Regions from separate parts of the Sus scrofa genome. Here all the other regions are linked to region 1. The links are chromatin contacts, called in public Hi-C and HiChIP or PLAC-seq maps. All regions are on one chromosome and are shown on one strand. The core of a region is the stretch at or near the end of the contact, and the rest is flanking DNA. Distances in the headings are between cores, read along the strand shown. Region 1 holds the start of PER1 (period circadian protein homolog 1). Region 2 holds the start of BCL6B (B-cell CLL/lymphoma 6 member B protein). Region 3 holds the start of ASGR1 (asialoglycoprotein receptor 1). Region 4 holds the start of EIF5A (eukaryotic translation initiation factor 5A-1). Region 5 holds the start of GABARAP (GABA type A receptor-associated protein). Region 6 holds the start of POLR2A (DNA-directed RNA polymerase II subunit RPB1). Region 7 holds the start of SENP3 (sentrin-specific protease 3).

The links. A called contact is a pair of places that touch in the nucleus more often than the background predicts. HiChIP or PLAC-seq counts read pairs in DNA pulled down with a chosen protein or histone mark.
Region 2: a Hi-C map of liver shows a contact between it and region 1, with 2.5 times the contacts expected there. The contact joins the promoter of BCL6B here to the promoter of PER1 in region 1. A contact is called at or near these places in 1 of 47 Hi-C or Micro-C datasets (liver) and 1 of 2 datasets of contacts at active chromatin or transcription factors (alveolar macrophages).
Region 3: a contact with region 1 is called in a Hi-C map of liver, with 4 times the contacts expected there. The contact joins the promoter of ASGR1 here to the promoter of PER1 in region 1. A contact is called at or near these places in 1 of 5 promoter capture datasets (liver) and 1 of 47 Hi-C or Micro-C datasets (liver).
Region 4: a Hi-C map of embryonic fibroblasts shows a contact between it and region 1, with 1.8 times the contacts expected there. The contact joins the promoter of EIF5A here to the promoter of PER1 in region 1. A contact is called at or near these places in 1 of 47 Hi-C or Micro-C datasets (embryonic fibroblasts) and 2 of 2 datasets of contacts at active chromatin or transcription factors (alveolar macrophages and skeletal muscle).
Region 5: a Hi-C map of liver shows a contact between it and region 1, with 3 times the contacts expected there. The contact joins the promoter of GABARAP here to the promoter of PER1 in region 1. A contact is called at or near these places in 2 of 5 promoter capture datasets (fetal liver and liver), 5 of 47 Hi-C or Micro-C datasets (liver, mesenteric adipose tissue, skeletal muscle and 1 more) and 1 of 2 datasets of contacts at active chromatin or transcription factors (alveolar macrophages).
Region 6: a Hi-C map of liver shows a contact between it and region 1, with 4 times the contacts expected there. The contact joins the promoter of POLR2A here to the promoter of PER1 in region 1. A contact is called at or near these places in 2 of 5 promoter capture datasets (fetal liver and liver) and 5 of 47 Hi-C or Micro-C datasets (heart right ventricle, liver, mesenteric adipose tissue and 2 more).
Region 7: a contact with region 1 is called in an H3K27ac HiChIP or PLAC-seq map of alveolar macrophages. The contact joins the promoter of SENP3 here to the promoter of PER1 in region 1. A contact is called at or near these places in 1 of 5 promoter capture datasets (liver), 1 of 47 Hi-C or Micro-C datasets (liver) and 1 of 2 datasets of contacts at active chromatin or transcription factors (alveolar macrophages).

What each region holds. Positions count from the first base shown.
Region 1 is chr12:53,374,649-53,378,371 of Sscrofa11.1, reverse strand. PER1 (period circadian protein homolog 1) reads left to right here and starts at 1,649. Exons shown (of 24, transcript XM_005657042.3): 1 at 1,649-1,799; 2 at 2,029-2,165.
Region 2 is chr12:52,425,841-52,429,951 of Sscrofa11.1, reverse strand. BCL6B (B-cell CLL/lymphoma 6 member B protein) reads right to left here and starts at 2,547. Exons shown (of 9, transcript XM_003131927.6): 1 at 2,443-2,547; 2 at 1,703-1,893; 3 at 1,272-1,493; 4 at 788-1,162; 5 at 387-511. The coding sequence starts at 1,881.
Region 3 is chr12:52,538,160-52,541,939 of Sscrofa11.1, reverse strand. ASGR1 (asialoglycoprotein receptor 1) reads left to right here and starts at 1,358. Exons shown (of 9, transcript NM_001244458.1): 1 at 1,358-1,520; 2 at 1,711-1,829; 3 at 3,385-3,501; 4 at 3,628-3,723. The coding sequence starts at 1,763.
Region 4 is chr12:52,657,270-52,661,294 of Sscrofa11.1, reverse strand. EIF5A (eukaryotic translation initiation factor 5A-1) reads right to left here and starts at 2,255. Exons shown (of 6, transcript XM_021067817.1): 1 at 2,196-2,255.
Region 5 is chr12:52,595,648-52,599,630 of Sscrofa11.1, reverse strand. GABARAP (GABA type A receptor-associated protein) reads left to right here and starts at 1,465. Exons shown (of 4, transcript NM_001190288.1): 1 at 1,465-1,660; 2 at 2,203-2,281; 3 at 2,421-2,539; 4 at 3,007-3,501. The coding sequence starts at 1,571. The coding sequence ends at 3,072.
Region 6 is chr12:52,777,994-52,781,848 of Sscrofa11.1, reverse strand. It overlaps POLR2A (DNA-directed RNA polymerase II subunit RPB1), which reads right to left and starts at 2,016. Exons shown (of 31, transcript XM_021067825.1): 1 at 1,527-2,016. The coding sequence starts at 1,619. It overlaps SLC35G6 (solute carrier family 35 member G6), which reads right to left. Exons shown (of 3, transcript XM_003483096.4): 3 at 2,274-3,855. The coding sequence ends at 3,437.
Region 7 is chr12:52,854,673-52,858,770 of Sscrofa11.1, reverse strand. SENP3 (sentrin-specific protease 3) reads right to left here and starts at 1,308. Exons shown (of 11, transcript XM_021067831.1): 1 at 1,077-1,308; 2 at 1-260. The coding sequence starts at 249. TNFSF13 (TNF superfamily member 13) reads right to left here. Exons shown (of 6, transcript NM_001112690.1): 1 at 4,019-4,098; 2 at 3,610-3,694; 3 at 3,422-3,469; 4 at 3,172-3,290; 5 at 2,817-2,955; 6 at 2,281-2,619. The coding sequence ends at 2,510.

The DNA of each region.
Region 1 (3,723 bases), core at 400-2,899:
AGGGTGTTGGATCTGCAGGTAAAACAAGAAGGTTGAGAAGATACATCTGGAAGAGACTGAGCTTTGCCAAGGAACCTGACCTTGGGCAGGGCAAAGTGTGATCCCAAAAGTGGCCACAAGGGGGCACCAGGAATCGATAATGTGTTCATGAGCCCAGGGCCTCAGCCTGGTGAACCCTGCGGTCTGGGCTTCTCAGCTTTCCCCCCATTCCTTTTCTGAGGGCATTTTGCTGTTTCTTGGATCCCTTTCTACTCCTTGACTTAACTCTCAGGTGTTACGCAGTTGCTCCTGTGGTCATTTACTCCTAGACCTGAAATAGGTGGACAACTGGGAAACATCTCTTCCCCTTTGTGCCTAGAACAGTGCTAACATCCAGAAGGGTTAATAAATACTAATTGAACAAAACGGCTCAGGGAGACAGAGGTGAGTGTGGTGTGGAGTCGGCTGCAGGGCTTGCCACCCCTGCCCTGTGTGCAGTCAGACTGGTGACTCTGGACCCCCACACTGAACTCTTAATCTCCAGCAACAAATGCAGCCGATGTGGTACCCTTGCATCTCTGACCCCGGGCACTTCAACAGTAGGTGGGAGTGCTAGGTGAGCTCCGGAGGGCCCATTTTTCTGGGCGGCAACATGAGGGTTCCGCATAGGAAATCTCGATAATGTTTCCTAAACTTGTCGGCTCATGAGAACTACCAGGAATGCTTTTTAAAATAGATTTTCAGGCCCCTTCCCCGGAGATTGAGTCAGCAGTTGTAAGGGACCAAGTGATTCTTATAATTAGGTATACAGTCATTATCATAATGTTCACCATTTGTTGAGGGCTTACTATTTTCAGGACAGGTACTAAGAGCCTTTTTACCCTTCATCTACTGAGTTCTTTACAGGCTTAGGATTCCCGCAGGCTCTTGGACCCGCCTTCTTTATGTGGGAGATCTGGGTTCAAATCATGATCCCATTAGAGACTAGCTTGTTCTTCCGGACAGATTATGTAACCTCTCTGAATCTCAGTATCATTAGTGAGGCGGTGGGAAGTGAGCCGCCGCCTCTTCCGGCTTTATAAGAAGCGCGTGGCCTGGCCACAGAAAATAATCTGGGAGGTGGCTATCATCTTTTTGTCATCATCGTCACGCGGTACGGAGACCTGAAGACCGCTTCACCTAATGCTCACACCTTCCAGCTACTGGGAGTTTCAGGTCCAGAGTCCCAGCGCGGGGGCGCTCTTGTCACGCACGGGACGGCTCTCAAAGCGCCCCCCACAAAGTTACGGGCGCTCACATCTGCGCCTGCGCAGACTCGGCAGTCTAGGGTAAGAGTGTCGTCAAGGAAAATCCCCAGCTTCTAGGTAAACAACTTGCCGCGTGAGACCGCCTGCACGTGTCCTCTACAGCTCCGGAATGTCTCAGCCTATGAGAAAATTGGGAGGGCTGGACTGACGTTTGCGTCACCAATCTAGGCAGGCCGGGGGTGGAGTCACAGCCAATAAGAATTTCGGATGTGAGTGGGGGCGTGTCTTTCCTCAGACCTCCAATCAACGCGCTAGGGCGGCCCCTCCCGCACGTGGATCTGTCGCTTGGTAGGCAAACTGACCAATGAGAAGGTGACGGCGGCGGGCGGTGCCAATGGTAGCTGGGCGGAGGCGGGGGGGGCCCCGCACGCGGCGCGGGGCATGGGTCGGCGCCCTTAGGCCAATAAGCTTGAGGGGCGTGGCGTCCTGGTCGGCGGGCGAGGCTGAAGGAGCGAGTCCAAGTCTCCGAGATCCTAGTTGGGAAGAAACTGTACCGCGCGTGAGAGCCGAGCGGTGAGTGCTCCGGCGTGGTGGGGTGGGGAGCGGGGAGCGGCGGCGATTGGTATAGGTTTTTCCCGCGTGGCGTAAGGAGGAATGTTAATGCAGTACCGTGAAGGAGAATGTGTGGATATGTGATCGCCGCGGTGGGAGCTCTAGTGGTTGCAGGGAATAGGGGCCGCGAACTCAGTTCTAGAGAGAAGGGAGCAGGAATCACTGATTTAAGATCCCTCGCTATTCCAAGGTGCCTGGATCCCTGACTGCCGCGGGGAGGGGTTCGGAAGCGTTCGGCAGCCTGAGGGAGCTGAGACCTCTGCTCCCAGGAGGTACCGGACCCTTTAGAACCAGTGGGGGACGTTCCAGTGCGTGACTGTTGCTCGGGTAGGTGCCTTAAGCACTTGAAAGAGGCCAGGGCGGTGGAGGGAGAAGTTCTCGTCGTTGTTGCTTCTTCGGTTAAGGACGCCGTTTCTGTGAGGATGCAGGTTCTATCCCTTGGCCTCACTCAGTGGGTTAAGGATCATCAGCTGCAGCGTAGGTCGCAGATGCAGCTCGGATTCCTTGTTGCCCGTGGCTGTGCCGGTTGCTCCAGCTGCAGCTCCGATTGAACCTCTGGCCGGGGAACTCATGCCTCATTTGCGGCCAGCAGTAAAAAGGAAAAAAAAAAAAAAAGCAGGAGTTGTGAAGCTAGAGAGAGGCCCTGGTAGGGCAGGTGGGTGGGTACCAAGGGATTGACAAGGTGACTTGAAAAAGGGTGGTGTGATGATTTATGTGACCCTGAGCCAGTCACATCTTGGCTGTGGCTCTGGATGTCTCTCTCATGTGTAAAAAGAAGGGGTTGGGCCTCGGAGCCATCCTTGGGAGTGAGCGTGGGGTAGGAACTATTGGATCTCAAGAGGGAGGATGGATTTGTGCAGATTGGATGCACGTGTGTCTTCCTGAGTCCTTGGAGGGGAGGAGGCAGGAACTGGGTGCTCTGGTATCTGTCTGTACAAGTAACCAGGCCTGTGGTAAAGTGACCTGTGATGAGGTGGAGGAGTCAGGAAGTGGGGTTCCTAGCAGATCACTGGGGCTAGTGGCTGCCAGGGTGATCTCAAGGACTTTGTGAGAATATGAAAACTGGGACAATGCGATTTGAAGTGTGTAGAGAGTGCAGACTGACTGTTGGGGCGGGGGGGATGGCATCTGTGTTTCAGGCACCAAACTCAGAATGGGCTGGGTATTTGAGAGGCCCAGGTCCCCCAGAGGTGGTAACACCTCACAGGTTCTTGAAGGGTAAGAAGCCAGAACGACAAGCCATTAACAGAGTTCAGATTCGAATCCTGGGCCCCATTTGTTAAGAGTCAGAGAACATATTATGAAGCAACTTAGGCAAGTTTAGTAACTTCTGAGCCTTAGTCGGTCTTTGTGCAATGGGGATAATGATATCTATCTCACAGGCTTGTTCTGAAGATTAAATAAGTTAATGTATGTAAAGTACTCAGCAAAATGCCTGGGTCATATTTAAAAAAAATTTTTTTTAGCTAAAAAATATGGCTGTATGGTGACAGTAACAGGAATGGGTGAAAGATTTCTGTGAATGCTGTGGTTAGGGACTGACAATGCTCACATTCTTAAGCTTTTTTGCAACTTTTAGTGACTCCCTCCCTGTTCTCCTCTTCCTGGTTCTTCTGGGCTGGAGCACCAGCCCCAGTCCCTCATTCCTCTCTTTTATCCCTCCCCCAAGATCCAGGCCCCAGGCTGGGCCACTTGCTCTGTCCCAGTTCGATTTCCTCATCCTTGACCCATTCTCCTCCCTGTCCCTCCTCCCTCTCTCTGCTGCCATGGTAACAAGACATTCAGGCTTTGAAGGGGGCCTCAGGGAAGGAGCAAAGGTGCGTGTTCTCTTGCAGAACCTGGGCCTCCAACTTCCCCGCCCTGGCTCTTTGGGACCGGGCCAGCA
Region 2 (4,111 bases), core at 1,298-3,797, 950 kb after region 1:
AATCTCCCCGGTAGTGGTCGTGGTAGGTGGAGGCCCTACTCGCGGGTGGAGGTTTCTGTTTCTTTCTCCTCTCTTGCACCACTCTGGAGGACAGCTTGCCAGAGAGGCATTGCCAAGCCGTGGGCTGACCACTCAGCCCTGGATGGGAATAGGCCCGGAGGCTCCCAACTTTGCCGCTCATTGGAAGCTTTAAAAAAATATGGATGCCTGCCTGCGGACATTCTGATCTACAGGGTGTGACCTGGGCAATGGGAGGTTTAAAAGCTCCCTAGGGATTCTAATTTGCAGGAATTGGAATAGGCCCTTCCTGAGGGCTTTTGGCCTAAACTGGCCTTGAGCAGCCACAGGCGAAAAGCCAAAAAGGAGGCAGAAGGAGAGGCTCTTACCTGGTAGTGGACGGGCCCGCCCAGAGGGTGGCCCAGTGGTCTCTGGAGCCCGGGGTGCGAGGAGAAGGGGGGTATTGACTGGAGCCCCACATTTGAACTGTCCAGTGGCAGCAGTGGGAGAGAGCCTAGGCAGACGTCACGGCCCAGAGAAAGGGGGAAGGAGAGATTATATGGTTGGGGGTTCTTCCCTGGGGAACTTGTTGCCTAAGGCCCACCCGCTGGATGTGAGAGTACTGACAATGAGCCATATCCAACTATGCTCCCAAAGTCCCCTCCCCCACCGAGAAAGCCTGGCCAACTCCCTAAGGGGAGCCAGTGTCTCTGAAGGCCACCCCCTCACTCCCTCTTCCCAACCACCGAGGCCAGCCTCTCCACGTTCTGGGGGTTTCCAGTCACTGCACCTGCTCTGGGGGCCAGGAATGGGTCCTTCTTCGCTGCCGCTGCTGCTGCTGCTGCTGCTGCTGCTGCTGCTGCTGGAAGCCTCATCTGCACTGGGGAGCTGAGCTTGGGAGCAAAGTTGACCAGAACTTCTCTCCCCGCCTAGGCTCCCTGCTTGGGAGGCCTGAGAGTTTAGCACGATGAACTTGTACTTTTTCCAGTTGCAGGCCTTGGGGTCTGGGCTGCCTGGACTGGGGGGCCCTTGACTGCAGCTGCGAGACTCAGTAGGTGGGTCTGGGTGTCCTTCGGAGCGCCTGGGACTGCCTGGAGGAGGGGCCGTTGGGGGCGTGGGGGGTTCTGCCTCCAGGGGTCGCAGGGAGATGCCCAGAGGTTCATAGCTGAGAAAAGAGTGATGGACATTAGTCCTGTTTCCTAATTTTGTCCTCTGCCCTAGACACCTAGGTTGCCACTTCATCCACGGGGAACGCCAAGGCGGGGCTCCCTCACCTGGCCTGGATGAAGCGGTGGCATGCCTGGACCACGTGTTCCATCTGCAAGTAGGTGGCAGCTGCCAGGACCGCTGGCGCCGTAGCCGGAGAGAGGCGTAGGCGCGAGGTGTACATGAAGTCCAGAAGAGGAGCGAAGCCTCCAGCTTCCGGACCCCCAGGCAGGGAGAGCATGTCTACCCCCACTCCTGCACGGCCTCGGAAAATTGAATAGAAGAAGCCACTGGAGAGAGGGCAGATGGGTCACATTAGGGGCTGGGGAACCGAGGGAGACCAGCGCACCAGTAGAAACCCGCCCCTACAGAGAGCCCCGCCCCCAAGCCCTAGACGCCCCGCCTCCTGCTTCTGGAAGGCTTGGCTTCGGGTTCCCTCGCCAAGTCCTCATGGCTCCGCCCCCTTCCCATTTGGGCCCAACCCAGCCACGCCTCGAACCTGCAGGCAATAAGAACCGCCTTGTGCGCTCGCAGGGGTTGCCCGCCAACCAGTAGCGTGACGTCAGTGAGGATCCCGCGCAGGCGCAGCTCATTCAGGTTGCCGAGCACGTCGGAGGAGTGGCGAGTGAACTCGCGGACGTAGCCCAGCGCTCCCTCCGGGGTAGCGGTGGAACCCATCGCGACGTAGGCCTGCGGGTGCCGAGGCAAGGGCTCAGGGATCCAGGCCGTCCTAAGACGCCTTCCCTTCCGCGGTTTGCCTCCTCCTCCTGAGGGGCAGCTAGAGCCAAGCCCCCGGCCCCGGCTCTCGCAGCCTCATTTAATTCGTCTTGTTCTCTCTGCCTTCAACCACAGCATCGCTCGCTTTCCTCCTCTAGATGCCACAGCGCTTGGAGCGAGTTGAAGGTTCCCACACCGCGGCGTCGATGGCAAGCGTGGGGAATCCGGCCCGCAGGGTCCTTAGTTAGACTCCCAGTGCCCTTCCGGCATCCCCATTTCCCCTCAGCCTCACTGCGCGCCTGGTCTCAGGTGTCCGATCCTGCTTGGAGACCCCAGACGACCTGCGGTCCACACCTCTCCAAATCCCAATCGAAGCTCCCTTCCCCGAAACACAAACTTCCACTCTCCAGTCCCGGATCCCTAGTTTAGCCCAGTTTCTGGGCCTCAGTCTTCTTTCCATCAACAAGCCCCAACCCTCTTAGGGGACCTAGGCGTCTGGCTCCCACAGTCTCAGGTTCTTACCCCCGTCCTGCAGGGGCTTCGGCTTCTCTTCTCAAGGGGGGCGGGGTCTCTCTCCCTCTTGGCTTCGGCTCCTTTATCTGGCCGGGATGTCGGGGGCGGGGGTGGAGGTGGGGTGAACGCCTGGGTCTGTATCCTTCCTTCCTCCCTCGCTCTCCAGATGGTGAACCCGGGGCGGGGTCCCCGGCTCCAGGGCGGGACCTCAGAAACGCTGGGTGGTCGTAACGTAAGGGGTCTTGGGCCTGAAGGTGGAACTGAGGATGGGACATTGGAGTTGGGGAGGAGGTTGGGGATATTGAGATTGGAAGTGTGCATAACCTGGGTCGTCGGGGGGCCCGGGCGGGACAGCGAAAACTGACGTGTTGCCTTTAGCAAGGAGCCTTTTAACAGGAGAGTGAATACTACACAACCCCCCTTCCAATGTACGGTATTACGGAGATAAAGGGGAGCCCTAAGAGGCACCAGGTTTGGGGAGCTGATGGGGGGCTCCTGCGGGCTCTCGGACAGCCGGAGGGTGTGGTGGAATGACAGCCTCCTCTGGCAGGGCCTGCAAAAAGGGGGGCTCTGACCGCGCTCGGTAGGGAGGGGGCGGATATGATTTCTAGTTCGTTTCCTTCCATTGTCCTGCGACCGGACGGCTCCGCCAGCTGCTTCCCCTCGAGGAGGTGGGGAAAGCCCCGGGTGGGGGCCGAGAGACGTTCAGGAGCCCTAGGGTCCGGACTTTCGCTCCCCACTCTCTTCTTACTCCTTTTAGGGATCCGGAGAGACAGACTCCCGCCCAAAGCCCGCTCGCCCTCCCCCAGTCCCAGCTCACTAGGGCCTCGGGCACCCGCCCGTCGGCTACGCTTGGAGGCTGGCGGGACGCCGGGGTCCAGCGCGGCAAGTAGGCAAAGCTCGGCAATGTTTGGCTCCTTCCACGAGGGGGCGGACGAGCACCAGCCTCGCCTCGCCCCGTCGTCTCCACCGGCTGGGGGGTCCACAGGATCGGTTAGGTCTGGGTGGCCGTAACCTTCGTTCTCCCCCCACTTTGCGCTGGTTTATTTTGTCCAAGGGAGTAAGGTTGGGCGGAGGGAGGGCGAGTTAGGCGACAGAGGGGACTTTCCTCTGCGGCTGTGGTTCCTACCTGGGGTGAGAAATCCGCGAGTGGGACAAGGAGCAGGGTCTGAGCGCTGGGAGCTTCTTTTCTTACTGAGCTGGATACTGTTATCTGTCTTTAGGGGTGACTTTTTAGGGAACATTCATATGAAAGTTGGATGCGGTGAACAGACAGAGGGAGGGTCTCAGGGTAAAAGAAGGGAGCCAGGGCAGGAGGGGCCGCTAAGCCCAGTTTGAGTCCCTGATCTGGGAGATAGGCCCGGGTCACAGCCTCATATTTTCTTTGCGGAGACAAGGTTTTGTTGGCGGAGCAAGGTTCATTTGGAGAAGGGGGGGGGGGTCAGAGCGGAGTCTGGCTGCAAAGCAGGGCTTGCGTTTGGGCTCAGAAGAGTCTCCAGTTACCCAGTGATGACTGCCCATTATCCATGGAGCTGCCTAACCTGGCCTGGGGCCCTCCCCTTCAGATTTGAGGGTGTCTTTATTTGGGTGCAGGAAAGAGCTGTTGAGAAACTGGGAATGGGGGACCACTCAGGATTCCGGATGGTGAGGTGGCTTTTGCAAATGGCCATTACCTTGG
Region 3 (3,780 bases), core at 109-2,608, 840 kb after region 1:
GACAAAAAAAATCTAGTTGATTTACAGTGTTTTTTTTTTTTTTTAATTTTGTTATTCTCTTAAATTTTTTTTTTTTTGGTCTTTTTGCTATTTCTAGGGCCACTCCCACAGCATATGGAGGTTCCCAGGCTAGGGGTTGAATTGGAGCTGTGGCCTACGTCGGATCTTCAACCCACTGTGCAAGGCCAGGGACCGAACCTGCAACCTCATGGTTCCTAGTCGGATTCGTTAATCACTGAGCCATGATGGGAACTCCTTAAAATTTTTTTATTAAGGTATTGGTGATTTACAATGTAACATTGCCCAATTTCTTTCTTTTTCCTTTCTTCTCCTTCTTCTTTTTTTTTTTTTTTTTTTTGCTTTTTAGGGCCACACCTGCAGCATATGGAAGTTCCCAGGCTAGGGGTTGAATTGGAGCTATTGCCGCAGGCCTATACCACAGCCACAGCAATACAGGATCTGAGCCACATCTGTAACCTATGTTGCAGCTCATGGCAACATCAGATCCTTAACCCACTGATCGAGGCCAGGGATCGAACCCACAACCTCAATGATTTAGCTGGATTCTTAATCTACTGAGCCACAAGGGGAACTCCCCGCCCAACTTCTAATTTAGCCTAATTTCAATTTGCACACGCCTCAATCCTCCGTGAACCCTCCATGGGGTGCTGAGGGATCACTTGTAGCATCTCTGGGACCCTGGGGCCCAGTTGTGGCGACAGGAGGGGATTCTGGCTCTGAGGGCAGCACACAGGCCCTGGAGTCCCACCGCCCACATTCCAGTCCTTGTCTGCTCTTCCTTGCGGTGTGACCCTGGGTAAGCTCTTACCACGCAGGGCTCGGCTTCCCCATCTCCACATTGGTGCCTGGTTGGCACCAATCCTGGCCAAGGGGGGAAAGCCTACCTCCCCCACCCCCAACAGTGTGCAGGGCTTACTCCCCTGAGAGAGTCCCCAGAAAGCCAGCCTTAGGTTCAGATGCCAGGGTCACAGGCCCGGATTGGGTAAGAGCAGAGCAGAGATCGGCCCCTCTGTTCCTGGTCCAGAGGCAGTTGGAGACACTAAAAATTCTGGAAAATTCAGAGGCAGGAAGTGAAGGGGGAAGGGCGGAGGGGAAACAGCAAAGGGCACCCTGGCCGCTCTGGGCCTGGCCCCCCTCCCAAACTGTGCCTTCAGTGAGGTTGGGGCGGGGAGGACAGCCCAGGTGACTCCCTGTCCCTGGGAAGCCAAGATGAGACAACCCATCCCCCGCTCCCACCCCCACACCCCCCCGAGGTCCAAATCCATTTCTGCCTGTTTACGTCCAAAGTCCTGGGCACTGGGGATGCCAGGTTTGGTGTGTGCGGACACACAGACACGCAGACGCACAGGGCTCAGGGCCCGCGTATGGACCCTGCCCCCTCCGCTCCCACTTTCCAGGGCTGTCCGCGCACCCTAATTCTCCAGCCTTCGGCCGCTCTCCCAGCCGGGCATCTGCACAGCAGTGAGGGACCCAGGAGTCCACCTTGAGACCTTCAGCAAGTAAAAGGGGAAGAAGGGCGGGGGGTGGGGGCTGGGGGCTGGGGTGCCGATGGGGCCGCGCAGCTTCAGAAGACAGATTTTTGGATGCTGGGTCTGGGAGGGAAGGGGAGAAAGAAGAAGGGTCTCCGCGTAGCCGCTGATCCCTTAGAAAGGGACGGGGCCTCCCACACCCAAGTCTGTTCAACCCCAGCCTCAGCCTTAACCTTGGCGGTGACCTGGTTCGAGGTCTAGCCAGCCTTAGCATGACAAAGGAATATCAGGATCTGCAGCATCTGGACAATGAGGAGAATGACCAGCAGCACAGAAAAGGTGAGGGGACGCCTCCGGCCATTTCCAGAAGGCTCTCGCCCCGCCCCCTCGCCTCGGCTCCTCTTCCTCCTGTGACCCTGACTCTTCCTGGGGTCTAAGCCGCCCTCTTACAGGAGGGCAGGGTGCAGGGCTGCAGTCCCTTTCTTGACCCCTCTCCTGTCCCTCGCCTTGTCACCAGCTTCTCAGGACCCTGGGGAGAGGGGTGCTCAGGGGCGTGGGAGTAAGCGGAAGAAGTCAGACCCCCTTCTTTCCTCTTCCAGCACCCCAAGAGCTTTGGCCGAGTGTGTGTGAGTGGATGTGAGTGTGTGAGTGTGAGTGCACAGGTGTCTGGGATTTTTAAAAAATTTTTTATTTATTGGAGATCCCATCGTGGCTCAGTGGTTAATGAATCCGACTAGTAACCGTGAGGTTGCAGGTTCGATCCCTGGCCTTGCACAGTGGATTAAGGATCCGGCGTTGCCCTGAGCTGTGGTGTAGGTTGCAGACGCGGCTCGGATCCCATGTGGCTGTGGCTGTGGTGTAGGCCGGCAGCAATAGCTCTGATTAGACCCCTATCCTGGGAACCTCCATATGCTGCGGGTGTGGCCCTAAAAAGACAAAAAAAAAAAAAAGATAAGGAAATATTTATTATTATTATTATTTATTTATTTATTTATTTTAGTGTGTGGCATTAGTTTGGTCAAGGGGTAAGATGTCTTTGAAAGGCCAAGGGATCCCTGAGAGTGGGGGAGATGAGGCCCTCCTACATCAAAAACCAACCCCCCTTTCTTCCTCCTGCGACCAGGGATGTTTGGCTGAGCCAAGATGAAGTTCTTGGTGGATGGGAGAGGGCAGTGCCTTTTGATGGGGGAAGGGGCTGCTGGTGAGAATGGAGGGGGGCCCCCCCACATTCCAGCTCATGGGGGACAGGGTTCCTGAGAGCGACTTGGGGAAACTGAAGTCTGGTTATTCTGCCTCCTGTCCCTGGGCCCAGCCAGAGAGGAGTGGGATTCACGGGGAGAGCAAGAAATCCACTTCTCTTGCCTCACCTGCAAGCGCCCCCCATCCCAGTCCCCCAGTCTTCCTGCTCACGAACTCGGGCCTCCAGGCTGAGTTCATCAGCTGCAGTGACTAAGTTCAGCCACCAGATGTCAGCAAAAGCCCATGAACTGGGTAGGGTTCCGGCCGGTCAAAGTTTCCGTCCCTCCCCTGCTCCAGGTCACCGCTGGCTCCTCAGCTTCACCCACCGCCTAGGTTTCCTTTCTTCCCCCATTCCTCTTTTCTTGTCGTGTCTTTTCCTTCTTCTTTCCTTCCTTTCCCTTCCTTCCTCCCTCCCTTCCTTCTTTTTTGGCTGTGTCTACATGCAGAAATTCTTGGGCTAGGGATTGAACCCTTGCCATGGCAATGCTGGCTCTTTAACCCACCGAGCCACCAGGGAACTCCCATGTTTCTTAATCTATAAGGTTCCTGCTCGTCTACAAGAGGAGGCCCAGGATGCTCTCCTCCTAGGACCCCAGAGCTGCCCTGCCCCAGGTCCCCTCTGTCCCTGAGGGCGTGACGCCCTCTCCTCTTGCAGGGCCACCTCCTCAACAGTCACTCTTTCGGCGTCTCTGCTCGGGACCCTGCCTCCTCCTGATTTCCATGGGCCTTAGCCTCCTGCTGCTGGTAGTTGTCTGTGTGATCGGATCCCAGAGTGAGTTCCCTGGGGCTGGCTGGGGAGGGAGCATTGTTGGGGTGGGATGGGGGACAGTGGCAGGGGGAGCGCTGGCTTGTGGACACGGCTCCTCATGTTGTCCTGTCCACACCCTCTCCTGCCCAGACTCCAAGCTGCAGGAGGAGCTGCAGGCCCTGAGAGAGACCTTCAGCAACCTCACCGCGAGCACAGACGCCAAGGTCAAGACCCTCAGCATGCAGGGTGAGGAGGGCTGGGGCCTGGTGGGGGGGTGCTGGGACCAAAAAGCAACAGCGGGAT
Region 4 (4,025 bases), core at 1,006-3,505, 720 kb after region 1:
CACCTCTGGTTTCCCAAAGGGAACCCAGGAACCCAGCCTCTTCGCGAGGGCCCTCCCACTTTTCCCAGGATGCATCAGTCCTGTCGGCTTTTCAGGCCGGGCCTGTACAGTCAGTAGAAAGTGGGGGAGTGAAGAGTGGTGAATGACAATAAAATGAAAGCAAAAGGCTGGTAGTAGTTAGAAAGTAGAATAAATTATACTAAGCTAGGAAAGTTATGGACTCTAAAGCCGGGAACTCCCAAATCAGACCCAACGAGAACGACAGTGACAAGGTGAAGAGCACCTATCACACAGAGTAACTCATCTGCCCAGGACTTTAAGCCGTTGTCGGCATGACCGAGAAGAGTTGGGCTCCCGTCCAACTGCTCTCAGTTTCCCCATTTCGTTGGCCTCCCAGCACGGAAGAGTGCCACTTACACCTGGCTGGCCACCTCGCTTCACAGGAGGATATGGGGGAAAAGCCCCAGGGGCCCATGAGGGGAGAGAACACTAACATATGCCCGCAGACGGCTCTCCGGAGTGATCAGGATCCGGGCCACGGGCTACTCGCACTCCTCAAAATTCCAAGCCCCCTTAAGCGCCCGCGAGGACTAGCTCTCCCCGCGCGGGGGGTTGCCGGCTCCCGCCCACCATGTGGCCGCCCGGGGCTTCCGGTGGCGGGGACCTGGGGGGAGGGGTCCCCGCGCTGCCATGCGGCCCCCGTCCACGTTCGGCCATGCGGCCTCCGACCCCGAGGGCAGGCTGCCGTGGGGGCACTTCCGGTGCTGCGGGCGCCCCCTCCTCAAAGGCCGCGCCAGGCCGGAGCCACGCCGCCTCCCCTCCCCTCGCTGGCCGCCAACCCCCCCACATGCCCTCTCACCGAATAGCCCCCTCCCCCACCTCACGTGGCCGCGCGGCTCCCGGTTCTAAACGGCCCAGGTACCCTTGCCCCGGCGGGCCGATCTGGTCCCCGGCCCTCGTCCCAGCGTGGCCGCCCGGCGGCCTCTCCCGCGTGGCGGCCTCGCGGCTCGCCGTCCCCCGCCCTGCGTCGCTCCAACGTCACCCGGCCAGCCCCAACCGTCACCCCGCGCGCCAACCGGGGCGCGCGCCCGAGCCTCTCCGCACCTCGCGCTGCTGCCCGACCGAACCCCGTGCGGCGGTGGCCGCCGCTCCCCTCTGCCCCCTCCCCGACACTCGCGCAGTTCCATCTCTACTCCCAGGCCCAAACCAAGGTTCCGCGCACGCGCGCCCTGCTCGCTCTCACCTCGCGCGAACGCACTGACTCGACCCCGTCCGCTCGCCGCGAGCCCAACCGCTGCCTCCGAGCCCGCTGCCGCCGCCGCCGCCGCCGCCGCCTCTACCGCCGCCGCCGCTGCTGCTGCACACGGGTCTTAGTACGCAGGCGCCGACTCCCCACTGACCAACCAAGCAGCCCTGTGACAGCCGCGCAAGCGTGCTACCTATCTCCTCCGCCCTCCACCCCCGCACTGCGCAAGCGCACAGACCCTCCCCGATCTCCACCCTCCCTCCTACCTACCCATCCAATGACGCGCATACGTGACCCCGCCCCTCACAAATCCTGAGCTCGTCCCACCGGTAGACAACGCGCAGGCGCACCCGGTTTTTTAAGCCCTTCCACCTCCTCTCCCCTCCCCGGGTTAGACCACCAGCTCTACCGGACAGTCCTTGCGCTTGCGCAGTAAGGAGCCCCGCACTCCACACCCTCTGAAGGAAACGCCTCGGCCTCAAAGCGCATGCGTGTTGGGAATCCTGACCGCCCCTTCCACCTCAGACGTCGTCTGTACGCCAGGCGTTGAAAAGACCACGCCACTGTATTGCTGGTTCTGTCTAGAACGCATGCGTCTTAGGAAACGCCCCACTTCGGCTTTAGCTGGTCTTAAAAGACTCACACGTTTCAGAAAACTTGTGCTGTGGGGTGGGCCCCTTGTCTCTGAGCCCATCCCCCACGGTTCCGCACATGCGCGGCAGAGCCCTTTCGATTCCAGCCGCCCTAGCGCGCTAGTGCTGGTCGGGTTACCACCCTTCTCAGCTTCACTTCTCTAAACTGCGCTTCTGCTCTGCCATAGAGTTTCGCGCGGGAAGATAGAGCGGTCCTGCCCTCAGCCACCATCTTGTTTAAAACCCTGGTCCGTGTTGGTCCCAGTAGTTTCCACAGAGGCCTTTCTACTTCTGATTCCTAAGATGTAGAGACTTACACGGTATTTCTCTTTTTCCTCCACCTAGTCTCCGCCGTCTCCAGAGCAGTCGTCTACAAGCAAACCTAGAAAAAGTTCACTGTAATGAAGAGTGGGGTATCAGATTTCACTGACGTTCTTTAAGTCCTAGGAGGTGTCCGCGAAGCCAGAAACATGCTCTCCCTCGGAATGAGTTTACCTGGCCCTCGTTCTAGGGAAAAAAGCTGCTGCTTTTCCTGAAAGGTTATAATCTTACCTCTCCAGTTCCAGGATTTTCAGCACTACCTGTATGCCTTCATTGCTTCAGTAAGCTAAGTGGACAACAGAATTGTGTAACAAGACAAGCAACTAAGCTGGGCTTGGAATCTGGTTGTTTTGTTTGAGATGTGACCTGCTAGATGGAAACTGCAAACACTCGTTTGAATGAATACATTTATGTAGCATATAATATCATCACCCCCAGCTCTTCCTACTCAGTTTTCTGTGTTTTATGGCATTTGCTTTGAGAGAGAGAAAACAACAACAACAGTCTTCCTGAGAGTATTGTTTAAAAGTCCAATTTCTGCTCTTGTCAAAGATGTATTACATGACCCAACAATTCCAGTCCTAGGTATCTACCTCCCTCCAAAATTAAAAACAGGTATTCACATCCTTGCACGCTAATGTTTACAGCCGCACTATTCATGGTGGTCAAAACGTGGAAACAAAGGGGTTCATTCCCATTGTGGCTCGGCCGGTTAAGAACCTACTAGTATCCGCGAGAGAATGCAGGTTGGATCCCTGGCTTCACACAGTGGGTTAAGGATCCTGCATTGCTGCAAGCCACAGTGTAGGTGGTAGATGTGACTGTGATCCCATGTTGGTGTGGCTGTGGTGTAGGCTGGCAGCTGCAGCTCCCATCGGACCCCTAGCCTGGGAATTTCGATATGCCAGGAGTGGCCCTAAAAAAAATTGTGTTTTTTTTAAATTAATTAATTTTTTTGTCAAAAACTTTTTAAAGGTGGAAACAACCCAAACATCCGTCAACAGATGAATGAGTAAATTGTGGCATGTGTGTGTAATGGACTATGAATCGCCAAAAGGAATGAAGTGTTAATGCATGCTCCAGCTCGATGAACTTTGAAAACATTTTGCTAAGAAGCCAAAAAAGGTCACATGCTTTATGCTTTCATTGATAAGAGATATTCAGAGTAGGTAAGTACATAGAAACAAAAAGCAGACTGGGGGCTTCTCTTGCGATAAAGTGAGTTAAAGATGCGGCACCGTCCCTGTAGGGACTCAGGTCGCTGCTGTGGCGTGAGTTGGATCCTTGGCCAGGGAACTTCCACATGCCGCGGATGCAGCCAAAAAGGGAAAAAAAAAAAAAAAAAATAGCAGATTGGTGGTCACCAGATGTTGGAGATAAGGGGAATGGGAAGTAACTGTTCAGAGGTCATGGGGTTTTATTTTAGAGTCATGAAATGTTTTGGAATTAAACGTGGTGGTTGCACAACGTGTGAATGCACTAAATACCACTGAATCGTTTATTTAAAAATGGTTTTATGTTATGTGAATTTCATCTCCGTTTATAAATTCTTGCACACACATGTTCAAAGCAGCATTATTCATAAGCAGCAACAAGTATAAACTACTTAAATGTCCATCAGCTGATGAAGGGATAAATAAAATATGGTACATCCATGCAATGAAATATTATTCCACACTAAAAAGGAATGAAGTATTGGGTACACGCTGCAACATGGGTGAACATCAGTCACAGAGTTCCCTGGTGACCTAGCAGTTGGCACACGTTGCCGCTGCTGTCGCTTGGGAACTTTTGCATGCTGGGGGCGCTGCCAAACCAAACCAAAC
Region 5 (3,983 bases), core at 216-2,715, 780 kb after region 1:
GGGCCAGATTCTGAAGCAGCCTCACTCTAACTTCGTGTTCGCACTCCCCGGAAACCCCAGACTGGGACATAAAGCGGAGGCCTGGGAGAGCTGAAACATTGTCTGGTGGAGACAGGACTGGCCAGAGTGAGCGAAAGACACTCGGTAATCCGGGAGGCTCAAAGAGAAGCCAAGCCAGCTTTGTTGTGATTTGATTTTTTAAAAACTCTTGTACAAAACTGATCTAATTCTTCACTCCAAGGGCTGGGCTGTGGGTGGGAAACTGGGATTTTGGGCCACTGGATTTTCCCCAAACTTGTCCCTTCCCTTCCTTTTCCATCTTCCCTTCTTCCTAGAGTCCCTCAGACCTGTAACGAGCTTTCTCTTTTTTTCTTTCGTCTACTTAAACCATGCATTATAACTTTGAAACCAAAGCTGCCCTAGGTCCTTCTCTGGGTTTGGGGGAAATGAAGGGGCTTTGTTCACACCCACCCTGGCTCTGGGCAGAGGGTAAGGAGCAAGCTGTTGACCTGAGGGGAGGGTGTTGGCCACCCTGGCGGGGAGGGTCTTAGTGGCAGGATGATACCCTGGCCGGGAGCGAAAGAACAGCCCTGTGTCCAGAGGGAATGTGAGCTTCCGAACAGTAACACAGAAAAGTTTGAAAGGAAAAGAGAACTGGACGCTGGGAGAGGCCTGGCTTCGTCTGCGGGCCTGACTTAGACTAGCTGAGCGGGCGCAGCCCCCCGGGGGCGGAGGGGGGGGTGTCCCAGGCCCCTGGCGCCCCACCTCCCTCCCCTTGGCCCTGCTCCCCCAGCCGCAGCCGGCTCTACTTCCTCGCACTCGCCACGTGACGCCCCGCCCTTCTCTGCGATCACATGATCTCTCCGTGAGCCGCGAAGACTGTGTTCCTCCGCGCTGACGTAGTCCCTACCTTTCAGACCTCTCCAGTCCCTATTCGTCCACTCATTCCTGGAACCTAAGCATTCTGGAAACATAAGCGTCTTTCCAAACATAGGTCTCGTTTCTGCCCTCCTCTGTTTCCAAAGACCGCTTGCTCCATTGGGGTACTACTTTGTTTTGGTGTCAACCGCCGCCTTCAGCGTACCAGCACCTTTCCTGAATAGCTGTCCTTGTAATTATCTGCTTTTTTACCTCTGTTACTTCTGAAAAGCACTTTCGGAGAACCAAGTCTCAAATTATGATTACCATCTCCAAGCCCTTTTCATCCTGTGGAAAAAGTCAGGAAATGGGTTTTCAGTTATTTTCTATGATAGCAAAAAGCCAGCCACCTTTCCTACGTCGCCTGCGTAGCCCGTAAATTGATTCCAAAGCGATTACGCTGATTGCGTGAGGGGGGAGGTCAGTAGGTGGCGCTACGCTAGTGGCGTTGGGGCCACTGAGCTAGGAGCGTAACATAGCGAGTGGGGCGGCCTCTGACGGCCGGGGGCGGGGTTGGTGAATAGGGAAGTGGCGCAAGGTCCGGGATCGCTCCGCTGAATCCGCCCGCGCGTCGCCGCCGTCGCCGCCGCCCCCCATCCCGGCCCCCCCGGGTTCCCTCAGCCCAGCCCGGTCCAACCCGGTTCCCGGGAGGATGAAGTTCGTGTATAAAGAAGAGCATCCGTTCGAGAAGCGTCGCTCTGAGGGCGAGAAGATCCGAAAGAAATACCCGGACCGGGTGCCGGTGAGGACAGTAGCCAGGGCCGAGGGCGCGGGGCGCTGGCGCTGACGCCACAGCCTGGGCTTGAGTCCGAGACCCGCAGCGCGGGCATCAGGCTGCCAGCTGTGGCAGGGTTGGGAATGAGCCCGAAACTGCTGTCTGTGGGACTGGAGGTGAAAGGAGTGGGGTAGCATTAGAACTGGGGGGCTAGGGGATGTAGGCTTAAGGGGATGTAGGCGCGAGAGCTAGACCTTGGATTCGTGTAGGGCGTTTGACATTCCGAGCTTCACAGGGGGTGCTTGAGATTGAAGCTCTAGTCGGCCCAGACAAGACATGCCTGTTTGATTAAAATCATTGTTTGTTATGACGTCCTATTCAGGGATTCTGGAGGTTTAGGTGAGTTTGAGTCAGTGGGATCAGAATCCCTGCTCAGGACTGCGCCGCGTGTTCAGAGACAAAGAGAAATGAGTCTGGGGTAGGTAGGGATGCTAGGAATGTTGAGTTCTTGACAGGTGGAGCTGTGGGCCTGTATACCTAATGTCTCCTAATTTTCGTCTCTTTATCAGGTGATAGTAGAAAAGGCTCCCAAAGCTCGGATAGGAGACCTAGATAAAAAGAAATACCTGGTGCCTTCTGATCTCACAGGTGAGAACCTGACCCAGTAGCCAGGTTTGCTTCCTGGGGGGTGGGAATGTGGTCTCTGCTGGAGGAGGCTCCACATAGCAGCTGTTCTTTTGAAGGCGTTTGTGACCTCAGACTTTCTCAGACCTTGTTTCTTTGGCAGTTGGTCAGTTCTACTTCTTGATCCGGAAGCGAATTCATCTCCGAGCTGAGGATGCCTTGTTTTTCTTTGTCAACAATGTCATTCCACCCACCAGTGCCACGATGGGTCAGCTGTACCAGGTATAGTGTCTGGGAAGTAGTGGAGGCTTTGGAGAGGAGTTGGAAGCACTTGAGAGGCAGGAAGTTTTAAGTCAGCAGGTCTTGGACTAGTTGGCTTACTTAGCTCTCAGTTTTAAATTTGGCTTTAAAATCTCCTTATAGTTCTGGGTTGGGGATTTAGACAGGGCAGTGGGAGTAGAGAGAAAAGAGAACAGTGAGTTGGAGCAACTGTTGTGATCTGGACTTTCCCCAGGCCCCTCCCCATTTCGAGGCAGCAGAGAACAATGTGTGATTTTTATGCCTAGGACTGCTGCTAGGATAATACTGCTCAGCCGCTAGGGTCTGGAGCAAGTGAGAGGGAGAGTCAAAGCACTGGTTTTGGGGGTCTTCAAAAAGAATGTTTTTGGAAGAATGTGCCTGGGTGGTGGTTGGTTCAAGTAATTAAAGCCCAGGTGCCTGAGCACTGTCATTTTCTGCTTTCACCCCAGGAACACCATGAAGAAGACTTCTTTCTGTACATTGCCTACAGTGATGAAAGTGTCTATGGTCTGTGAAGCTGCTGCCCTTAAGGTCGGGGGTCCCATTCTTCAGACAGAGAGAGGTGGCCCACCTTCCTCGACCTGTCCTTCCTTGAGGCTCAAACACCACCTCCTTTCTTCAGGACCTACACTTCCTAATGTTTGAGACTCTCCTCCAGCCCTTCTTAAAACAAGGGTTAATGGGGGAGATGGCCTCCAGTACTCCTTTCCTTCCCTTTCTCTACCACCTTCCCACTCAGCTTTAGACTTCTTGATTGTCCATCTCTGTCACATCCAGTGGTCGTTTTGGTTTCTGTTTCCTTTCTAACTGCCCAGGGGGCTCAGGATCCCAACAATCCCTTATTTTCACTACCTTCTTTTTGGGGGGTAGATGGAAGGGACTGAATTGTGGCGGGGAAGGTAGGATACACATCAATAAAGAGGAAACCACCAAGCTGAACTGGATTTTGCTTTGTGTTGCTGCCCTCTGCCTTTTGTTCTCTACTCAATGGGGGAAAGGGAGGTTGGAGGGATAGTAATGTATTTTTATTTCTTCTCCTTATGTTGGGCTTTTCCTTGTGCAGAGAAAGTGTGCTTTTGTTGTGATGGATGGAATACTCTGAGTATCATTTCATGAAAGTTGTGTTATGTACCCGTGTATAGATAGGGGCTTGAGGTTAAAAAAAGTTGGTTTTCTACTGTGGGTTCCAGTGGAGAAAGTTTGAAAGTACCTGCTTTGGATATCCCATCCAAGTTTGTCATAACCTTTTGAATCAAGGAAGGGTTTTTTCCAAGTGTGGAGCTGGTAAAAGAACTCTGTCCTCAGGTATATGTCCCTTAGCCAGACTCTGTGCCGGCGTGCGGGTTCCAGTAGAGTGGAATACAAGTTAGGGAGAAGACTGGGAGGAGGGAGCCATTATTACCACGAGAACTTCATCTCCCAGCAG
Region 6 (3,855 bases), core at 767-3,266, 600 kb after region 1:
CAACTCTCCTACAGCTGAGCCTCTTCCTTGGACAAAACCGTCTCCATCCACTCAATTCCAGTCTCTCCAGCCAAAAGGCTTCCTTCAGTTCACTCCACAAAGGAAGGAGTCCAAGTCACCAACAGCTCCACGTCCTCCCTGGTCTCTCCTGCTTCCATCCTTAGCCCTCCTCACTAGTCAGTTCTTCATAAGACAACCAAGATAGTAATATATATATATTTTAGGGCCGCACCTGCGGCATATGGAAGTTCCCAGGCTAGGGGTCAAATCAGAGCTACAGCTTTGGGCCTACACCACAGCCATGCAGGCTCTGAGTGGCATTTGCTACCTACACCACAGCTCATGGCAACACCAGATCCTTAACCCACTGAGCAAGGCCAGGGATGGAACCCACATCCCCATGGTTCCTAGCCAAGTTCGTTACCACTGAGCCACGACGGGAACTCCTGTAAGTTTTTTTTTTTTCTCTTTAATGTAAACTCGATGTCACTCTCTTGCTTATAATTCTCCAATGGCTTCCTACTGAAAAAAGAGAATGAGATCCAGATGCTTTACCACAATTGACGACACCCCACCTGGCCTGTCCCACCTCATGCTTCTCTGGCCCATTTTATTTTTTCCTCCAAAAAAAGATGTTTTGCTTTCTTTTTAACATGGACACCCAATATTCGCTTATTCCAAACACTGCTGACCAGAAGTATGTAAACTAGACGCTGGAGTTCCTCCAGCCCATTTTATAATACTCTCCTCACCCACTTAAACTGACCGCTTTTCAGCCCACAGGGCACATCAAGTTAATCCCTCCCTCAGGCCCTTTGCACTTGCTCTTTCCTCTCCCTAAAGAGCTCTTGTCCTAGAATCCATGGACCCAGAGACTGGCTGCTTCTCATATTTTGGGTAATGTCACCGCCTCAGACAGGCCTTCCCAGACCCTGACACCACCCCATCCAAAGTAGCTCTCCCTCGATGGCTCTCCATCGCATTAAACCGTTTCACTTCACTCAAGGCACTTGCCATTCACAGAATGATCTTGCTCATTCATTTATTCGTGTTTACTGGCTGTCTCCCCTGCCCCTTCCCAAAGAATGTGCTCTAGGAGGCAGGGTCCTTGTCTTGTTCGGCTCGGCGTCCCCACCGTCTGTTATGTCTATCACGTAGCAGGTGCTCAATTAATACATGTAGAAGGGGGAGGGAAAAAAATCTGGGGCTCGGCTTCTCATCCAAACTTGCGAAGGCCCCCTAGGATCCGTGTGATCTCGTTTAAGGTCGGTCTCTTCCTCCTTCTCACCCTCCAGCCCCTCTCGCGGCCAGGCCCCCAGCCCGGAACAGCGCTAAGCTTGCTGACCCCTAGGAAAACTTAACTCTGGGGAGGCCGGGAAGCTGGACTCTGCAATGCCTTGGCGCCGCTAACCCATCTGCCCCGCCAGCCACGCTGGGCCAGCGAGCAGCGCCAAGTTTCCGCAGCTGCAGTCAAGCTCCGCCCGCAGCGCGGGAGGGAGAAAGAGTGGGAGGGTAGAGCCGCTTACCAGTTCATCCGGACTGAGGACGCCGAACTGCACTCGCTTGATGGTGCGCAGCGGGCATGCGCTGTCCCCGGAGGGGGGGCCACCCCCGTGCATCGCGGAGGCAGGCGCGCTGCGCAGGCGCAAACCTCACTACAAAAAGCCTGCGCCGCCTCCACCTAGGTGCTCAGACCCCGTCGGGGCGGCCGCCGGGAAGGACCTCCCCGAGTTGGGAGGAAAAAGCCGGAGGAGGGAAAGGTGGGGGAGGGAAGTAGGCGGGGAAACGAAAAGGGGCGAAAGGAGCTCTCCTCCGCCTTTCCGGAGGTTTTTCGTCTCCCGAAAAGAAAAAAAAAAGAGGAGGGGAAAGGGAAAGGTTTGGGGGAGGAAGAAGAAAAAGGGTAACGAATAAATAAGTAACCAGGCTCCTGAACGGCAGAGGTTACGGCAGTTTGTCTCTCCCCCTTCCGGGAGCCGCCTTCTTCTCCAACCGTCCCGGCCGCGCTCTCGGCGCTTCTGAGGAGCGAACCGGCCGAATGACGCCCTTTATAGATTCGCCCCGGCATTCCCCCGCCCCTTCCTTTCCCGCCCTCCTTTGCGCTACGGGGCCGCCTGCGCCGGCGTGCACGGGGCGCGCGCTTGAGGCGTTGATCCTCCCTCCCCGGCTCCCTGGTTGGGGTGACCTTTTGAAATGACAAGGGGGAAGGGAACGGTTTTTATCCCGTCGCCTCCCCTCCCTCCTCCCTCCTACACTGAGGTTTAAGGTTTAAAGGATCAAGGGTAAATATAGGCCGCTTTTATTCTCGTTCCGAGTGAGGTTTCATTTTCAGCCAAAGTTTCTCATTCATGTCACCCCCTTCACTGGAAAATGGTCTGTTCTGAGAATCGGTAATGAAGGAGGCGGGGCCGGTCGGATCCTCCCAAGTAGGTTCCCGAAGGGGGGAGTGCTGGGGGCCGTCCTTGGTCATGAATATGCAGTAGTCGCGCTGAATATGCAAGAACAGGTCAAGATGGCGAGGCCAATTGCTTGTCCGGAAGTAGCTGATATATGTCGAGCGGCCTCCTGAGACGAGTGGACATTTCCAGGCCTCTGACGGAGCGCTGTCCGGGGCTCTGGTTTAGGATCTCCGGCCTGCGCCGCTGCCAGAGGCCTCAGCTCAGAGGCCTGCTCCGGAAGGACGCTGGCCACTATCCGGGAGAGATCACGGGACCGCGACAATCCAGGAAAAGCAGATTAGCCATGGGGCGGGACGCAGAAGTCCTGGGGAACTCGGGGTCAAAGCCTCTGAACATGAGGAAATCCTCCCCCTTCTAGAATATCTCAAAAATAAGATGGTGGTAGAGGTGTGTGAGGATCCTAAGGGATTCTCCAATAAGAGCAGGGGGTAGGACTTCCACTGTCCTTCCAAAGCAGAGATGACACCAACTGCAGAGCCACATTCAGAGTGATCCTTGTTTGATGTCAATATCACGTCACCACACCAAGGTGGGAGGGGGGAGCATAACCACGAGGAAGGGAAACCAACGCTCAGAGGGGAAAAAAAAAAGGCATACTCCCTTCCGCCAGCACAGCTGCTTGATCTGCCTGAAAGCCCCAGTCACTCCAGCCCCAGTGCTCTTCTCTCTCTGCTGCCGAGGGAAAAATCCTCCCAGTGGCTCATGGCCTACCTGCTTCAGCCCCTTTGATCTGCTCTTCAGATGTCACCCCTTAGTTCTGCCCTGATCCCAAGCCCCAGCCTAGATTCCAAATATGTTGATCTCCAGGCTGGTTCCAGGTTTTCTAGGTAGTCCCTTCCTACCTCCTACCAAGTCCCCGGGTCACCCTTGACTCCAAGGGGTGTCCTTCTCCCACACCAGTTCTTTCACATGTTTGTATTCCAGTCTTTCCTTATATTTACCCCTGCCCACCCCCCACCCCCAGGCTCTCAGGTTCGATCTCACTCCTCCACTTGCCCTTCCCTCTCACAGCTGAGGTTCTGGGCAGTGATGATGGCAATGCTGCCCAACACGACCCCTGCCCCCATGATGTCCGAAGGTGCCACGGTCTCATAGAGCACGTAATACTGCAGCATCAGGGCCACCACCACCTCAGAATGCAGGACGGCGCACACCAGGGCGGGATGGGCCTTGGTGACCGCATAACTCACACACACAAAGGAGACCAGGGCAAGGATCCCCACTGCTCCCACGCAGCTCCAACTCAGAGGATCGTTGGGCAGCACGGGGGTCTGCAGCACAAAGAGGCCTGGCACGGAGCCCACCAGCCCCACCAGGCCAAACAGGAAGGCCACTGTCGGTAGGCAGGAGGGGAAGTCCAGGGAGCGATACACCAGGAGCCCCAGTGACAGTGCCAGGC
Region 7 (4,098 bases), core at 59-2,558, 520 kb after region 1:
ATCTTCCTCCTCTTCTTCCTCTTCACTAGCTGAAGCATCAAAAGAGGGCCGAGGAACAGGGAGGCGTCTGGCTGGCACTGTGGTCCCTGACCCAGGATCTGGCCCAAACCCTCCACCTGATTTGAGTCGGGGCTTTGGGGGTGGAGGCCAACGAAGACGCTCCCGCCTGGGACTTGAATAAGCTGGGGCGATGCCGGGTCCAGGAGGCTCAGGCCTCCAAGACCCGGTCCCTTGTATAGTCTCTTTCATCTTCCAGTAACCTGTAAAACAGAGATCAGAGTGTCGGAATCAAACATCTTACACCCCAAACCCTGCCTCTCTTCCTCACAAGCTTCTTCTATCATCAGATGCAAATAAACTAAGGAAAAACTGCAGAACTCCTCTAACTTCAGATCTTCCACTAGGAAGGTGGTCCACAAGGTAGCTTTTAGAGTCTGTACCATCATCTCTCTCTTGCCCTAACAGAGGCATGGGAGAATGGCTAAGCAGTAGGCTCCAGGGCTCTTATTTCTCAGATCCCCAGGTCAAACCCAGTATTTTCAGACTCCACTTCCCTAATGTAATACCACCAGGGATGTCCTAATTGAGAGTCTAATAAGAAAAACGGCTCAGTGCGGGAGACCTGACATGGTACAGAAATACTTGGGGAAAACACAACTTCCGCGGGGAAACCATGATCTAGAATAGGAAGAGAGTTCTCAAGCACCCGAGAATGAATGGGGGTGTGTGGGCGGGCTCAGGTCGTCTCACGGAATGGGCACACCAGAGCTATACAGGATCTAATGAAAAGGGCGTGATTTTTAAGGAAACCGAAAGAGAACCGAGTCGGCGCTCAGGCCGCCGAAGCAAGACGTTGGGACAGAACTGAGTCGAGCAAGGTTAGCCCAGCCCCCTCTCCCGCTCCGTCCCCGGGGACCGGAACGCGTCCCAGCACCGGTACAGGCTTCGGCGGCTCGGCGTGCAAGGACCTGAAGAAGCCCCTTCGAGGGCCTCCTGGGCCCGGCTTAGGTAGGAATGAGATCCAGGAATGGGAGAGGCCGCGGCAGAGCTGGGGGGAGGGGACGGGGCGTCCTCACCGGGAGCGGGGAAGCCGGGCGGACAGGCCCGAGGGCGGGCGTCTCCGGCCTCAGGCTTCCCGGCTCATCTCTCTGGCGACGGCGGCGGCCCCGCCACTCCTGCTGTCTTCAGGCGCAGCCGTCTCAATTCAGGATTCCAACGCTTCTGGGTCGCGCGCCGCTCCGCGCCGCGGAGCCGCCCCTCGGCGCCGCCTCTTGCTCCGCTTCAGCCCCCACCTCCCCCTCCTCCCCCTCCTCCGCCTCCTCCTCTCCTCCTTCCCCTCCCGCGAGCCCCAGGCCCACCGGCGGTGGCGGCGCACAATTAGCACGTCACACGCCGCGAACCGCGCCGGCGCGGCCACCACGCGCCTAGTCCCGCCTACTCTAGAACGTAGACGCCACGGGACCGTCCCGCCCACGAGCCCTACGCAGGGCCGCGCCTGCGCACACTCGCTACACCGAAGCTGCACGGGGCGGCCCCTGCACTCGCTCTTTTGCGCCTGCGTGTCGCATGCGGCTCGCGCCTCCCCCTCCCCCGCGCGTGTAGTTTTGCGTTCCACCAGCTCGCCGGCCTGAGCTGGGGGTCCTGGCGTCCCCGTCCCTTGAGGCGTGTCAGAGGCGGGCCGGGAGTGCCGGGAGATCCCGGTACGGGGACGCGGCTGAGACAAAGCGGTGGGGGAAATGGATCTGAGGTTTCATTTATTTCTTTAATTTTAGGCAGGGCTTGCGCAGAAAGAGATGAGAGGAGTGTCAGGACTGGGGCTTATGATTCATCCGAGGCTTCCCGGTGAACCTTTCCACTCTAGAGAGTGGCCTGCCGCGCCACGGCAATGGAGAGGGTCACAGGCAAAACTTGAGTAATGTAGCTGCGAGGGGATCGTCGTTGTCGGGCACATAATAATTACATCTCTGATAATAGTGACGGCAACTGGGGCCCGACAGACGGAGAAAGGGAAGTGAGGAAGAGGTTGCCAGTAGGGTGAAGAGGCAGAGGGTACTTGGAGAGAGGTGTGGCACAGGGGACCAGGATTCTTCTGAGTGGAGGGAGGCTTCGTGACTTCTGCCCACAGGCAAGATGATTGTCTCAAACTGCCGCTAGATGGTGGTGCTGTTCTGGAAGCATTCCAGTGGGAATCCAGAGCAAGTCTAGACAATGCCTGACATCCCCCCCCCCAACTCCCTCAATTTGGGGCTGGATGGAGAACTTAAAAAAAAAAAAAAAGAAAACGATAGTCTGTCTCTTTAATATCCATGAATTTAAAGACCCCCCCGGGGGGGGAGGGGAGCAGGAGGAGGAAGGGAGAGTCAGGAGCTGTCAAACCTGGGGTTCCAGTCAAACTCTGAACAGGCCTCTGCTCCTGCCTGTTCCCTGTCCTTTGTCTCCTCGGCTCTTGGCTGTCTCCGAAATGTACCCACCCTGGTCTTCCAAGCTCAGAACCACCTTTACAACACAATCACAGTTTCACAACTCCCAGGAAGGTTCCATGTGGAGAGAGGCTGAGTTTCGCCCTGGCCCGGGGGATCACAACACTCAGAATGTCCCCTTGGTGTAAATGGAACACACCTGAGAAAGGGAGAAACATGATGCTCAGTGAAGCACATGCAGAGCCCTCGATTTCACGCTCCCACCTTCGACTCGGCCCTCTTTTCTGCTTCACTGCTCAGATCCTCCTCTCCAGCCAGGCTCCAGGCCCGTGCCATAGCATCCCCACCTCTACCCGCAGGTGGGAGAGCCACCCTCCACTGCCCAGATGCTCTCACCTGCACTGTAGCAGCTATTGTAGGCCCAGTCGGGGTTGGAGGGCATACTTCGAATACATCGGAATAGAGTCTCCTGCCTTCCCTGGCCCTCCCGAGATACCACCTGACCCATGGTGAAAGTCACATCGTGAAACAGGACCTGGCAGGGAAGGGAGGAGACGTTGAAGAAAACCGGATGGCGTGGCTCAGTTCCGGGCGGCCTCAGGAGCCCCGACAAGGCAGCTGAGGAATGAAGAAGGGCCCCCTAAGTTTGGTGTGAATGGCGGTTGGGACCCCCCAGTCCTGGGGCACGACAAGACTCCCGGGGAACACCACTCCAGGCCCTTGGGGGGGCTCAGGGTATGTTTGGGGTTACCTGGCTGTACAGCAGATAAACTCCAGCATCCCAGACTCGAACAAAGTATCCTTGGGCCTCCAGACCTCTCCCACGCTTGAGAGCTGGTTGCCACATGAGTTCTGTCACATCCGAGTCCTCTGGAGGCGAGGAGTGTGGCAGTCAGAATTTGGGGGCGCACGCAGCCATCTTCTCGTCGTGGGCCCAGGTACCAGCCCCACAGTTCCTAGATCTCGCCCGTCCCCCCAAACCATTACTGAAAACTGCTCACCCTTGGAGGTGATGTTAGTGGGAACGAGATGCAGAACTGAGCGCTTCTCTGAGGAGAGAAGGAGGAGATCTGAGCAGTGCCCACCTCCGCCCCCCGATGCCCGGCTGTCAGTCCTCCACCCTCACGCTGGCTCGGGGTCGCCTTGCCGCTTGATCACCTCCCACCCCTGCTGCACCCCAGAGGCTCACTCTTCTGTTTACGGGTGAGCACGGCTCTCCTTCTCCGGGATCTCTCCCCGTTCTCCCAGGCTTCCGCGCCGCCAGGGCTCTGTTCCTGCAGAGAGGGTCGGGGTTAGGCCAAGATGCCGGGGTCCCGGAAAGCCTTTCCCCCGGCCCTCCCCCTGGCCCAGGAAGGCCTCCCATCTCTCCTGCACCTTTCCCCAGCAACCTGAGTCTTGGTGCTGGCTGTCCTCCAGGATCTGTTAGGTACGAGAAGCATTAATCTTTAACAATTTCCTTTCCTGGAACGGTTGTCCCCTTGACCTCCAAACCCGGGACCCTCTCTCACACCCATTGCAAACGTTGCAAGAGGCCCGGAGACCACCCTGCCAGCCATCCTTCTCTCCCAGCGGCCCTTCTCCCTTCTCCCCTCACTCACCTGCTCCCAGAGGTTCTGCCATGGATCCCCTTCCCCCTTCTCGGAGGGCCCTCCGGTCCTCTGCAGCCGGGTCACCTCTC